Regions from separate parts of the Mus musculus genome. Here regions 1 and 3 are each linked to region 2. The links are chromatin contacts, called in public Hi-C and HiChIP or PLAC-seq maps. All regions are on one chromosome and are shown on one strand. Each heading gives the region's core, a stretch centred on a gene start, on an enhancer-like site or on the middle of the called end of the contact. The rest is flanking DNA. Distances are from core to core; before and after follow the strand shown.

What was found. Hi-C and Micro-C count contacts between places; a contact is called where the count stands out from the background. HiChIP or PLAC-seq counts read pairs in DNA pulled down with a chosen protein or histone mark.
Region 1: a Hi-C map of B cells shows a contact between it and region 2, with 7 read pairs. The contact joins the promoter of Nek6 here to the promoter of Rc3h2 in region 2. A contact is called at or near these places in 3 of 39 promoter capture datasets (cranial neural crest, frontonasal cranial neural crest and pre-B cells) and 1 of 484 Hi-C or Micro-C datasets (B cells).
Region 3: a contact with region 2 is called in an H3K27ac HiChIP or PLAC-seq map of embryonic stem cells, with 8 times the contacts expected there. The contact joins the enhancer-like site here to the promoter of Rc3h2 in region 2. A contact is called at or near these places in 4 of 39 promoter capture datasets (the 3T3-L1 cell line, cranial neural crest, embryonic stem cells and 1 more), 1 of 484 Hi-C or Micro-C datasets (B cells) and 6 of 115 datasets of contacts at active chromatin or transcription factors (astrocytes, embryonic stem cells, large pre-B cells and 1 more).

What each region holds. Positions count from the first base shown.
Region 1 is chr2:38,508,286-38,513,052 of GRCm38.p6, forward strand. It overlaps Nek6 (NIMA (never in mitosis gene a)-related expressed kinase 6), which reads left to right and starts at 3,412. Exons shown (of 10, transcript NM_021606.3): 1 at 3,412-3,508.
Region 2 is chr2:37,420,466-37,424,865 of GRCm38.p6, forward strand. Rc3h2 (ring finger and CCCH-type zinc finger domains 2) reads right to left here and starts at 2,438. Exons shown (of 22, transcript NM_001100591.1): 1 at 2,302-2,438.
Region 3 is chr2:36,210,910-36,215,851 of GRCm38.p6, forward strand. No RefSeq gene overlaps it. Among named protein-coding and RNA genes, the nearest start is that of Ptgs1, 17 kb to the right of the region's middle. Within about 2 kb of position 2,327, at least 32 of the 459 cell types and tissues checked have an H3K27ac peak or open chromatin away from gene starts, as enhancers often do.

The sequences.
Region 1 (4,767 bases), core at 2,162-4,661, 1.1 Mb after region 2:
CCATTTTGCCAGCTGAGATGGAGGTACTGACTACTTCCCTGGCTAGTGATGATCCCTGCTCTTGGACACACAGATGCTGAGATGTGGAGAACGGAGGGCCTAGAACCCAGAGACCCAGTTCTGCATTTGATATAACGTAAGGTCCTCCAAGAACATTTCCAAACAATCAGGTATCCCCAAGTGGAGGGGGTTAGGGTGCCAGGTACCTTTCTCTCTACCCCTGCCCTTCAGGAAGATACACGTCTTTGATCTTCCAATCAGAAACATTTTGGGGAGTGAGAAGGTTGTGTGGATAACCACAGCAGGTAGGAGAATAGAGTAGATGAGATGGTCCTCTCCTGCCACTGAAGCTGGCAAGGCCCAGCTTCTTGGGAAGTGGAGGCAGGAAGCTTGAAGGGCCACAAGTTCAAGGCCAGCCTGAGAAACATGAGGCCGTGCCCTACCCCCATCAAAAGCCACATAAGGAATTTCCTAAAATCCTCCCACCAAGAAGCCATTGAGGAGATACTTTACTCCCAGGATGTGGCAGGTGCAGTCTGGTTCTGGTTCCCATGTCTCCCTCTCCCAAAGGGCCCTCCTTCCCGTCTACGTACTGCAGGAATGCAGTACTCAGGGGCACATCCCGCCTGGAATCCCACCAGTTTCCTTCTGTGAGCTGCTGTGTCTTCAGCTTCAGCCCATGACTTGCCACCCCCATGAAGGGGATGAAGACAATAAAGGTCTCCCTCAGAGGCCACACCTTCCTGATGACTGGACCAGCAGCAGCAGATCCTAGCTGCTTCTCCACAGAGAGCTCCAGGGAAGGCGCAGAGAGCCAAAATGGTTTCTCTTCCTCTACTGCACAGTGATAATGAAGTAACACAGCATCATCCTGAAAGTCTCCAGGGCAGACATAGAGCCTGCCCCTGAGACCACATTCCCAGTGTGGTTGGCAGTGGGAGGCACAGGCAAGTCTAGTGCACACACAGGGAGGCAGCCATGCTAAATCTGGGAGGCATTTTGCAAGTAAGTACCTCTTTTCAGTGACTCATTTTGGGACTCACTAAAAACTCCTGTGAGTTGAAAACAAAAGTGGCCCTTGCACCTCTCCCTTCTCCCCACCCCTGCAGAAAGATGGGTGTTGCAGGAATGGTGAGGGTCTTGGAGCTGACTAAATTTGATTTTATGTCACAGCATGTCAGCGGGGCCTGCAATCCATCTGTATGGTCCATAGCCAAAGAGAAGGAAGTAGGGGTGCGAAGGAGGAAGGTCGGGAGAAGGGTGGGTTTGTTTCTCCAGCCTATCCCTTGAGACTGAAGATGCCTTATGTAAGCCCCACCCATCCTGTTCCTGCATTATAGTTCACTGGATGTGTGGTGGTATATGAGCTGGGCCCCTAATTCTCTTAACACTTAAAAACGACCGCTTGCCTACAGCCGGACCTCTAAGGTTCATCACTGGCTGTGAGACCTGGGACATGTTGTTTGGCCTTTCTGAGCTTCAGTTTCCTGAAAATGAAGACACTGCATGTGTTTGTGAACTCAGCAAGGCTGGGGAAAGTCCTTTCTAGTGATCTGACGCTGCTCCTTAGCTGTTCTGCCAGGACAGTTTTTACAGCAGAGAACCCAGTCAGAACACAGCAGGCCCCTAACCATACCCTCTCCTCCAAAGACTTCTGCTCCTCAGTAGAGACCTCCACTCTTCATTGCCTCTTAGAAAGCAGCCCTGGTCCTCCTGCCTCCGGCCTGCTTAACCTTATTTATCCTACTGTCTGCTTCCTGGAGAAACTCAGATTTCCTAGAGTGGGCGTTAAGCTTTCATTTTTTAAAACAACAGTTATTCGTGTGTGCCCTCACATGCCACAATCCACAGTGTATGTGTGCACATTAGAGATAACTTGTTGGTGCCAGTTCCCTCCTCTCAGAAGCAGGGACCAGCCTGGCTGCTCTGGGCTGGTGGCCATGCCTTTCTTACTTAGAACAAGGTTGCCTAGCAATAAGCTGCTGAGACCAGAAATCTGTGTCATCTGCTTCCAGTTCAACCACTCACCACCTGGGGGACTTTGCTCACAGGCCTCATTAAAGCCATCTAAGAAATGGGCACATGGGTGGCATGATGCCACCCTCACAATGGCTGAACATCATGAGGCAGGCAGGGGGAGTAATATAGGTTGTGGGCCTGATTACTGTGGACTCAAGTAGACTAGTTAACTGAATACTCAGCAGGTTGCTATCCCGTGCCCAGACATGTACAGCAGATTAATGGACAGATGGCAGGTGCTTGGGCACACAGACAGTCTAGAACACTCAGAAGCAGCAATACCTGTCCCAGCTACGAGCATCCCTTCCTGAGGGGAAGTGGGAGTCACCTTAATTGCTCCCCAGAGAAGCTTGGACATCCTAGTGGGGTTGTTAAGTATGCATAGATGAAGGCAGTTGTTGTTGTTGTTGTTTTGTTTTTTGTTTTTAACATACAACACTTGGTGTGAATTTGGAAGACATGGGGAGGTTAAAGACAATTTGCTGGAGTTCTTTTGTTCCATTGTGTGGGTCTGGAGGATCAAACTCAGGTCATTCCCCCCACCTCCACCCCCACCCCCACCCCCAGGCTCCTGGGTATTTGGCTGGCCCACTTACTCCTAAAAACCTTCTGCACACTGATGCTTGGCTGGCCTGGAGTTCCCAGGAAGGCAGTATCCCCAGGAGATACTGGCACTTTGAGGGCAGGGACTTGGATTTATCCTAGGTGCCTACTTCTGGAACTGTACTGGGCACTATTTGTACACTGTACTATTGTACACACTGATATATATATATATATATATATATATATATATATACATATATACATATATACATATATACATATATATATATATATATATATATATATATATATATATATATATATATATATATATATATATAATATGAATGACAACATCTCATGTAGCCCAGGCTGGCTTGGAATTTGCTATATAGCCAAGAATGAATGAATTTCAGACATTTTTGCCTCAGCCTTCCTAATTCAGAGATTACAGGTGCCCAATTTCCCTAGTGCTGAGATTAGGAAAGCATGCTATCAACTGAACTTCACCTCCTGCTGCACTCTGTGAATGGGTCAATTTCGGTCCTGCGAGGGCTGTGAGAGGAGCAATGTCAGCTGATGAGGAATCCATGGGTGTGGGGAAGGGTCCACGAATTGGTTACCCAGCGAATCTGCATCTTATAAAGTCTAGAGCCCGCGCAGAGGGGTTCAGTGCCCAGGGTTTGGAGTCTGAGGCTCAGTCTTCCAACCTGAGTTGGACGATCAGGCACCCAGGCTGGGAGCGCGCCCCCGGCGCCCCCTAGCCTGCGTGGCGGCCGCGCGCACGGGCGCAGGGGGCGGCGCGGCCCCGCGGCGGGGAGGGGCGGGCGCGCGGGCGCGCGCAGAAGCGGCGGCTGAACCAAGCGGACTAGCTGCGGCCGCAGCGCCGCCAACTCGCGTGTGACCCGCGCTCCGCCCGCCGCCGAGAGAGCCGCCAGCGCCGGTGAGTGGCCTGGGACCAGCGAGGGGCGCGGGCCAGGGCGTGGGACTGTCACCCGAGGCGTTGTGGGCGCGCGCGCGTGCCCGGGGAGTCGGCGGGGACGCCCGCAGGAGGCCGAGGTGTCCGCGGCGGGCTCCATCCGCCCAGCTGCGCGGGAGTGCGTGCGTGTGCACATCAGGGGCCCGGGCTGTGAGTTTGGGGTGGACCAGTGCGGGTGGACGGGCTCGGCTTCGGTTTATCCGTTTATCGAGTGTTTACCGTGGATGCCAAGGAGTACGTGTGCCCACGTGTCTGAACGTTCCCGAGTGAGTGTGTGCACACGTGCACGGGCAAAAGTGTACAAATTCCATACGAGAGTGTGTTTAGGATCCAGACTGTGCACTCCACACTGCAGGCCGGTGTGTGTGTGATGTGCCGGCTGACCCTGTCCAGAGAGGGTGCTGGGCCGGATTCTGTGAGTCCGCAGATCCCCAGGTTCTGACTTTGGTTGGAAGCCTCTTAGCCCGGCCTTGGCAGAACTCTGCATGGCCACGCAGGCTGAGGAGGGGGCTGCGCTGAACTTGAATTGAGGTTTTCTAAATATGTCTTAGTTCCCTGGCTTTGTTCGTGGCTGTCTCTAGCTAGGCCAGATTTGGACTCTGTTCCCCATACCTAGGGGTTAGGCCCTAGGGAGACCCAGGGCCCCAGATACTTGTCCTCTCTGCCTGCTCCTCTAAGTTAATCATATTTCCCTGATTTAACCGAGCCCCAGAGGGCCATAACAAATGGGTGACAGCATGCTTGGGACACATCCTCTAAGGGCTGTCCGTGAAGTTTTGATTGACAGTTTGTGCATGTGTGTTTGAAAGTTTTAACTGCGTTAGAGCAAACTTTAGAAAGTTTATGTACAAAGTTTCACTCCACTTGCAAAATGCAGGGTGACTTTTTGAGGGGAAAATGTCCTCACAGGAGCCTGGTGTGTGTAAAAGGGCATGTTAAAAACCCTATTGCTAATGGGAGAAGAATTTCATTGAATGGGTGCCTGACTCCCAACAGGAGAAACTTAACCAGTGAACTTTGGACATCGTCGTCCAGAAGACAAAACCTGGAAGGAAACAAAAAAAGACCCATGTTCATTTTTTTTTTCCTCTTTGTCCCGAAAACTGGAGAAGAAAAAATATCCCCACCTTCTGGACGTGTTGAAACTGTTCCCCTCCCCCACCGGGGCCAGGCTCTCCCTGGATCCCCCACCCCCAAATAAAATATGCCTGTGGGGAGCGGAG
Region 2 (4,400 bases), core at 1,188-3,687:
TAACATGTAATCATGTAAAAACCTAAATATTAAAATGTTATAGAATATTCCATTAAGTCTTTGAAATGTAGTATACATTTTGCATTTAACAACACATTTCAAATTACACTAACTCCATTTTAAGTCCTTAACTGTCACATGTGGCTATCAAGTAGTAAAAGCAAATCTCGACTACAAATAATATAAAATAATACTCAAGATCTGATTTTTATTAGAAATTTTGAGGTACGAGTCACACACTTAAGGATTTAGAAATGGAATTAGAAATTAGAGATGTAATCAACAATTCTCACGAGACTGGGTACAAATCATCTTTAATTTCCAACTAGCTTTATTTTTAATCATAGACTTCCCTTTTCCATCTCTAGGAAATGAAATTTCAACCAGGTCCAACCAAAAATAAGCATGTACTTATTACAGCCTTGTTAAGCCAGGGATGGTGGTGCACACCTTTAGTCCCAGTGTTCATGAGGCAGAAACAGGTGTTCTCTTGAGTTCAATATTAGCCTTGTCTACATAGTGAGTTACAGGACAGTCAGGGCTACTTGTGAAGGGGAATCTTGTCTCAAAGAACAGAACAAAACAAAACAAAAAACAAAATAAACAAAACTTTTTACAAATTTATAGCATTTTTACCCATCACATAACGTACAGGCTCTAGTCTTAAAATATAAAATCCTAAGTGTAGAAAATAATGCCTCTGACAACTGGAAGGCAGCAAATTACAAACACAGAAACTAAATTAATGAAAACATGAACAAGAACGTCTTCTTGCATGTCATACTAACACAACAATAACTCATGGGGTAATTCAAAGGCTCCACTAATGAATTAGATTTCAATTCAATTCTCGAAGAATAAAAGCCTGTTTAATTATGGTACCTGTCTTCCCTAAACAAGACTAGAAAATATATTAAGTGTTTTGTCCTTCAAGCAATTTTCCAAACTCTGAATGTGGGAAACATGAATCACCAAATCAACAAAACAATGGTAATATTGGAAAATAGCCTTTAATAGGATAGAATAGTCTCTGGGTTTTCAAGAACTGACTGTGTTAGTAAACAATTTAAGTAAACAATTTAACATGGATATTGATGTCAGATCAGTGATGTAGTTTTTTAACCACATAAAAGGTAAAAACAGGAATCTACAAACTATTCTTAATGAGTCCAAGTCTTAGGCTGTGTATACAAGTTAACCACAAAGAGACTAGACCCACCAACTAGAACATTCGTTTCTTTCCTTCTGTCAAATAATATCACTTTAGTGTGCCATTATTAGCTTTCTCTGGTTAACTCCAAGTTTTTACTGGAACTTTAAAGCCTGACTACTAAAAATGACAGGAAGATTTGTAAAACACTTTTAACACTTTATTCGGGATATAAAGTCAACTCTAATTACAGTGGGTCAAGATGAGAAGAAATTCCTTAGGGTCCTAAGGTTAGGAGGACAGTGGGATTAAAAAGAACCGAGGTGGAGCTTAAACAAAAATCTAAACAGGTTGAGAATCACTGAATTTGAATACTTAATGTCTGTGATTACTTTAGACTATTTTGGTCTGAAGGCTGTGTCTGCCAGTATCTTAAAAACTCTGGTGATTTCAAGGATGGAAATGACAGCTACCCTTATCTCCTTCCTAACGACAGAAAAGTACAGCTGTTTCTCTTAGAAACAAAGATGCTTTCTACCATTCTCCTAAGATGGTGGAAGAGTCTCCTTATGAGGCTCCCCCAAGGAAAATAATAAGAAAGGGGGAAAGAAAACTATAGCAGAATTCCCTGGCTGTGCTTCATGCCATCGCTCCTAGTCACATCCCCTGGTCCAGCCATCTCCCTCCAGGGAGGTTAAGCCCTCCCTGGGCATTGTTTAGCCAGGGTCCCTATTTACAACACTCAGATCGCCTCCATCCCAGCGCTGTGGTCTCGGTAAGCCCAAGGGCTGAAAAGAAAACGCTAAGACAGGACCTGATCTCGGGGACCTTTTCGAAAGCCCCTCTTCCTACATGGGTTAAGCAAAGAAGGAAGCCGGCCTCTGTTCGGGTGGGATCCTCAGTGGTCAGAGGCGTCCCTTCAGCCGGTGCTGGAGAAAGGTGGCCATCTGAGCGTTTCGCTTCGCATCAAAAAGCCCTACCAGAGCGAGGGGCCTCTCTGTCGTGTCAGGTGCGGCCCGCGACTCCCAACCCTCGGGGTACCGGCGGCCACCGTGCACAGGCCGCCGGGCAGAGACAGCTCCCCGCCCCACCTCTGAGGACCCGGCAGCCGGGCCAGGGCCCCAGCCGCATCTTGCCCGCCCCCGCCCTACCTGAGGGGCCCGGGCGGGGTCGCTAAGGGCCGCTCCCGGGGGCCCCGCGACGGCGCGGCTCGGCGACGGAGGCGCCTCGTCTCGCCGGGGCAGAGCTCGGCGGCGGTTTCAGGGCCTCAAACTCCATCGGGAGCTACAGGGACAGCCCCGTTGGCGGCGGCGAAGGCCGCGACGGGGCCTCCTCCTCCTCCCTCCCTCCGCCTCCTCCTCCTCCTTCTCCTCCTCCTCCTCACCACGGAGGCGGACCTGGAGGGATCCCGATTTAGCTCTCGCGAGAAGATACTGTTCACTTCACGCGAGATTACGCAAGCCCGGGAGTTGGGGCAGAAGGGAAGCGTAGTGGCCCGGCCACCAGAACTGCGCATCAGTTTCCCTCTGAAGAAGAAAGCCACCCTCGTCACATGACAAAGGAACCCCAGAGTACTGTGGGAGATGATGCGAGGACTAGGCAAGACGAAGGGCCTTATGGGAAACTCCCTGCACATCTAAGCCTTGACCAGGAGGCTTGCAAGATTGAGCCAACGTTAAATTTATCATCCATAGAGCAGAACCTGCTTCATCTATGTTACAGTCTACTTTACTCTCTTTGTAGTGAGATACTAACCAGATTAGCAAATAATTCTCCAGTTTACAAAAACCAGGACCAAAGTGAAAACGTTTGGCAAACCCACCTACCTCATCTAAAATCCCAGATGCCTCAAAAGTGAGAAGGATCAAATTTTACAAGTTTTGGAATTATAACTCAATATTTGTTAGAGGACTTATGGCAACCTGTAAGGTAGGAATTATGAAGAAAGACTGAAAATAAGGATGAGAAAAGCAACAATTATAAACAAATATGCCAGGCTGTATGATAACTGATATTTTAAAAGCATTTTAGTTTTATAGTTAATTTATCAAAGTAATCCTAAAAGGTTAATATTGTGAATCTATGCTAATGATGTGCAACTGAATGTGAAACAAAATGTTCAGCAACATCCATGATAATAATCTGTATGTAAGTTAGAATATGGAAATTTCTCTAATGAAGCTTTAAATATACATGAGTTATAATCCAGATGTGGGGCTGGCGAGATGGCTCAGTGGTTAAAAGCACCGACTGTTCTTCTGAAGTTCCTGAATTCAAATCCCAGCAACCACACCGTGGCTCACATCTGATGCCCTCTTCTGGAGTGTCTGAAGACAGCTACAGTGTACTTACATATAATAAATAAATAAATCTTTAAAAAAAAATGCAGATGTGATGGTGCATCCCTGTGAACCCAGCAATTGAAAGGTCCAGGCAGAATCATAGACTGAACTGCTTACAACTGCAGCTCCAGTGACACAAAGCTTCTGGCAAGTGTGACAAGATCGGCTTTTTAGTTTTTGCATTTTGTTTTTTTTTGTGAAAGATCCATTGGCCCCACCTGTTTGTTGTTTGTTTTGTTTTCTGGTGCCTTGGCTAGCCTGTAACTAGCTCTGTAGACCAGGCTGGCCTCAAACGCAGAGATCTGACTGCTTCCCAAGTGCTGGGATTAAAGGCATGTACCACCACCTGGCAGCCCCACCAGCTATACATTAATAACTCATTATTCATAATTTCATCCAATTATGTTAATCAAAAAAGAAAGTTTCCCAACAATCAGGTGTACATTTTGGTATTTTCTTTTTGTTTTTGTTTCAAGACAGGGTTTCTTGTGTAGCCCTGGCTTTCCTGGAACTCACTCTGCCTCTGGAGTGCTGGGCTCAAAGGTGTGCACCATCACCACCTGGCACATTTCTGTTCTTTTCAACTGGACAGTGATGAGTAATTTTATATATACATGTTCCCTAACCTACTGTGTGTGCATTTTCCATTCTACTTCCATTTGATATTTTTCCATTTCACACAGGAAACATTCCCCAAACATGGAAAACCACATTAAAAGTTAACAATCACACCTTCCTTTCCCTATTATGTTTTTTAGACAGGGCTCAAAAACCTGTATAGTCTTGGCTGTCCTGGAATCACTCTATAGACCAGGCTGGCCTTGATCCTTGATATCTGCACGACCCAGCTTTCCCTATCATTTTTTAATCACTGGCATTTTTCCAAATTAATTTCAAAAACTTAACAA
Region 3 (4,942 bases), core at 1,077-3,576, 1.2 Mb before region 2:
GACCCGTTTCCCGGCGGCCGCCGGGCGGCAGGAAGCCGGGCATTGTTCCCTGGCAGAGGCCGGAGGGGAGTTCCCGGTTCGCGCGCACTGGGGAGAAGAGAGCAGCGCCCGCCTGCAACACGCGCTCCGCTGACCCCTGGCATCCGCTCAGCCCTGAAGCTCGCTCATGGATCTAGGTTCGAATCCCTGTTTGCAGTCTTCCTTAATTTCCCCTGAGCCCAGCTCGGGGTCAGACCCAAGATGCCCTTAACTCCCTCCAGCATGCTCACTCCTCAGCCCACCCTCGAAGTGGAGTTTTACTAGCTAAAGAGAAACTAGTAACAGGGCTCTAGTGAGGTCTCTTGCTGCAAAAGGGGCTTCCTACATTAGATCCTGAAGGACCCTCTCCTGGGCAGATTTTTACCCACCAGCACTGTGATGGATGGGGAAACTGAGGCCTGGGAGAAGATGATATTGCCTTAAGGTTGCCAGTCACAAAGTCTTGCTAGCTCAGAAGTTTGGCAATCCCAGGGGCCTTCTCTCTTGTGTGCCTAAGACCTTTGTGGCTGAGTGTTGTAGTAGATTCGATTAACACTAGTCTAGGTATTAGTGAGGGTGGTAATTAATTAATAATTATTTAATTATTGATTAATAAATTCATAACTAATTAACTATGAGGGTGAACCAGCTGCACACTGTTACCGAATTCCCAAGAATCAGAGGCCCAGGGATGTCCAGTAAATGGCTGAGGTCACACAGCAAAATGGTTGTGAAGTAAGATGACCTCCACGCACAGTTGGACCTGGACCTCTCTTTGGCGATTCTGTCTCCCGCCTACTGACATGTTGGGGACCTATCCTGAAGTGCCTTGGTTGGCTGGGCCTAGAGATTCTGATCATGGAGGAACCGGCTCCTCTCCACCCCTGCCCCCCACCCGGGAACCCTACACCGAGGGTAATTGAGATCAGATGCGGCAGTGACCCGAAAAATGCTCCCGGGAACCTGGAAGCATTTATTGTCTGCAAGGGAATCCAGGGCTCTCTCCCTGCTACCCTCCCTCCCTCTTCCCTCTCTCCCTCCCTGCCTCCTCCCCAGGCAGAGCCTTGGGTACTGCCTGAGGTTAGAGCTGGGCCTTGATGAATAGGGCTGCTGAAAGCGAAGTCCAGGCTTCCTCCTTCCTGGGGATATGGTTACAGGGGGCCAGACTTCCTGCCCCTCTGGCATCCTCTCCTTCCAGAGTGGATCTGCTGGCTTTCAGGGTAGGAGCTGAGCAGCTGGCCCAGGTTCAGACAGACTGGAGCTCAAATGTCACCTCCTCAGGGAGGCCCTCCTTGACCACCCCATAGGAACCAGCCCACCTACAGGCAGTCCTTCCTTCTGCTTAGATGGCTAGCAGTTATTTCTTCTGTTTACCTTGCACTCCAGGTAGCTGAGGGAGAGCAAAGGCTTTGCTTTGCTCATGACCATGGATTATAGTTTCTATGCCCACACATATATGCTCAGTGAATACCAACTGGATGCAGCCCTGATACGGGAATGGCTCTCATTGACCTCTGACAGTGGGATGTGACCTTGAACCTTTGCCTCTGACCTCCAGATCCCACATCATGACAACTTCATCCTCCTTTGGTTTCAGGCTCCTGTTTCTGCGGCTTCCTGTTCTACCTGTGTTCTACTGTCTCTGGCCCTGACTTGGGAGCTCCAGGCTGATCTCTGACCTCAGGTTCTGATTGTTGTCTGCCTTGGCTTTCCATTCGACCGACCGACTGTGTGACTCTGGCCAAACCTCTTGCCTTTCCTGAGCCAGCAGGATTCTTCTTCAAACAAGAGCCAACCTGAGAAGCCCAGGATGGATTTGTGACTAGCAAAGGTGGAAGGTGGCAAGGAAGGGGCTGATGCTTGAGTCCCCTGTCCCCTGGTGGTGGCCCTGGACAGTCCTGCAGATCCCTAGTTTTGAAGAACATAGTTTGAAAACCCACTTTCTTGATTTTTTTCCAAAATATTTTTTTCCTCCACGTGTGTGTGTGTGTGATTTTTTTCCTCCACGTGTGTGTGTGTGTGTGTGTGTGTGTGTGTAGAGGACAATTTGCAGGAGTAGCCTTCTGCTGCTCTATGGAGTCTGGGGATTGGACTCGGATTGTCAGGCTTGGTGGCAAGCACCTTTGCCCGCTGATTCATCTTGCTGGCCCCTTCTGTCTTTTTGTGCCTCTGCGGTGCCTTTTCTGAGGGACTGGCAGCAGCATGTCATTTCCTCCTGTCACCAAAGTGAACGGACTCCAGTGTGTGCTGGCCGTAGTGCTAATCATTGCCTCTGTAAGCAGCCTGGCACGGTCACAGGGGTATGGCAGGGCGAGCTGATGAAGCGTTGTCCCTGGGTGCACATTGTCTGGAATTCAGCCCCACCCCTCTGTCTTCCTCATGCTGATCACAAGGCCTGGAACAGTGCCCACAGATAGTAAGTGCTCAGTGAATGTACAGACAGCCAGGGAGGTTTCCTGTATGTGACCTGTGATGAGCTAACAGGCTGTCTGTTACCACCTCTGCATTAACAGTGATCTCAGAAGCCGCACATTTCCATTTGCCCTGGTCTCTTTGCGGGGCTTCCACTTGGGGGAGCCCGGGCAAGCCACCCTCGGGCAGTCGAGCATAGTCCCCTGCTCTGGACACTCAGGTTCTGCTTGTTCCAAGTGCTTGGTACCTGCTGCACGGCTGAGATGCAAATAACAGGACAGTGTGGGGGAGGGGATCGGGAAGCCTTTCCTGGGACGCCTCCAAGGGCTGATGTTAGGGGGGTTTCACTCAAGGGGGTGGGAGAGGGGCAGGAGAGAGTTCCCCTGGAAATGCTAAGGATGTGCACAGATGGCCTGGTGGTGGCTGGGTGAGTGGCCAAGGCAAGGGAGTGATAAGGATGAAGGCAGGTAAGAGAACGGTTTCAGGCTGCTCAAGCAGGTTCCCCAATTCCACTCCAGCAATAGCAGGCCATGCCAGTGTAAAACTGGTCTCAGTTTTACACCATGGGTAGAGTTGGGGGTGACTCAGACAACAAAATGTCTCAAAATCTGTTTCCAGGTTACAGTTCTTAGAGGTGAAAATGTAAATTTCCTAACAAGCCTCACCGCATAGGACACCTGCTCTGGCTAAGCCGTGTGGGAGTCCACTTCTCGTGCCTTTTCCACCGGGCCCTTTGGACTCTGTGCATGCAGGAATTTGTTTCCTAGAGGCCCTGGCAGAGGTCCTATTCCAGTTGTACCAGTGGTTTCTCCAGCCTGGCTAGCAGGAAACCTCCTTTTCCAGCCTGCCTTGCCTGAGCAGACACGAAAAAGGTGGCCTATGCTGCCACCTGGTGGTCACTTCGGAATACTGTCCTGTGTAGGGGAGTTTCCCCTGCAATGTTGCACTAAGGACTTTTACTGAGGTATCGACTCTGTCACGTGGCTTGCGTTTTGTTTTTCCTAGGCATGGGTATTCAGAACCCTGGCTGTGTGTGCAGAAGCCTGAAGTTCATAATCTGTTCTTCCTTTCTCTGCATTTCAAATCCAGACTGTGTGGAAAATGTAAAAGAGAAACTCAGTATCTTTTCTATCCAAGGGTTAAACAAGACACATTTCATTTAAAAACAAATGGAGAGAAGCTACTTGGCAGAAAGTCAAATTCCTTCCATGTCAGCACTTCTTTTCTTAATTTGGGTTTGTGTTTGTTATGTGTGTGAGTGTTTTGCCTAAAGCTTGTCCGTGCTCCTGATGCCCAGGAAGGCCAGAAGAGGGCGTCAGATCCCTTAGGACTAGAGTTTCGGGTGGTTGGGTCTCTCTGTGAAGGTTCTGGAAGCCATGTTTCTAGCCCCAAGGTCAGCACTTCTTGAAATGAAAAATATGTGTACTAGGTGCTCAAAAATCACATCCCGATTGTCGGCTGTGACACTTTAAGAGAGCCATTATGTAAGGATGTGAGGTGGACCCCATTTGCACCAGCAGGACCCACACTGGATGCACCCTCTGCACAAATCAAACTTACTGCCCTGCTGAAATACTTGTGATTGTGTGGTTATTTTCTGGGGACCCCAGACCTGTTAGGCAGCTATGGAATGCATCTCCTGCCATCCATCTTGTAAGACCAGCTCAGCTCCAGGCCCATCTTCCCCTGCTCCCTGCAGGCAGCCCTGGCTGGGCAGTACCTCATAGTGGTCCAGGCCCACGTTCCAGTTCCTGACTCCCACATTCAGAGCCCACTTTTGTTATTAGGTGCTCTGTGACCTCAGTCAGGTTGCTTGACTCAGTGCCCTACTCTACAAAACAAAGGCAACTGTGTCTCCTTCAGGGGGTTCTCTTTAGGGTGGGAAGAAATTCCATCTAATAAGTTATGCTGAATGAGGGTCATGTCTGGATGTGCTGAGCAAGGATGTGGTAGTCTGCATGGAGTGTGGCTGGGAGATCAAGTTCACCTGCGCTTCCAAGTTCAGAGATGATTTGCATGGCGTCACTGAGGGGCCAGCTGGTGTCCCCACATTCGTTCTCTGTCTCCAGACTGAGGGATGTTGCCTGACGCAAAGCCCCATGACTTAAGCTATGCACTTGGTTTCTCCCATGGCCAGTCCCCCACTCTAAGACAATAGAAGTGTGGTTAGCCCACCCTGAGTCACATCCTTCTGTTCTGAGGAGACATAGTATCTACAAGGTCCAGAGAGCTTCCCAGAAGCCTTAGGGTGAAGTCAAGCCCATACTACACAGCTGTACCTAGAATGTAGAATGTCGTGCAGCTTATATGCATTGGTAGAGTCTTAGCCATTATTACACAGTTCCCATCTACTTCCCAGAGGCCCCTCTCTGCAACCCCAGGGCCTTTGCACATGCTGCTTTCTCCGGGAAGAGCATTAGGGGTAAGCTAGGCGCCTTTTCTGTATGTTTCTGCCCCTCCTATCATCTCCACAGCCTTGTCAGTTGTCTGAGAGGGGCAAGCCGTTGTCAAT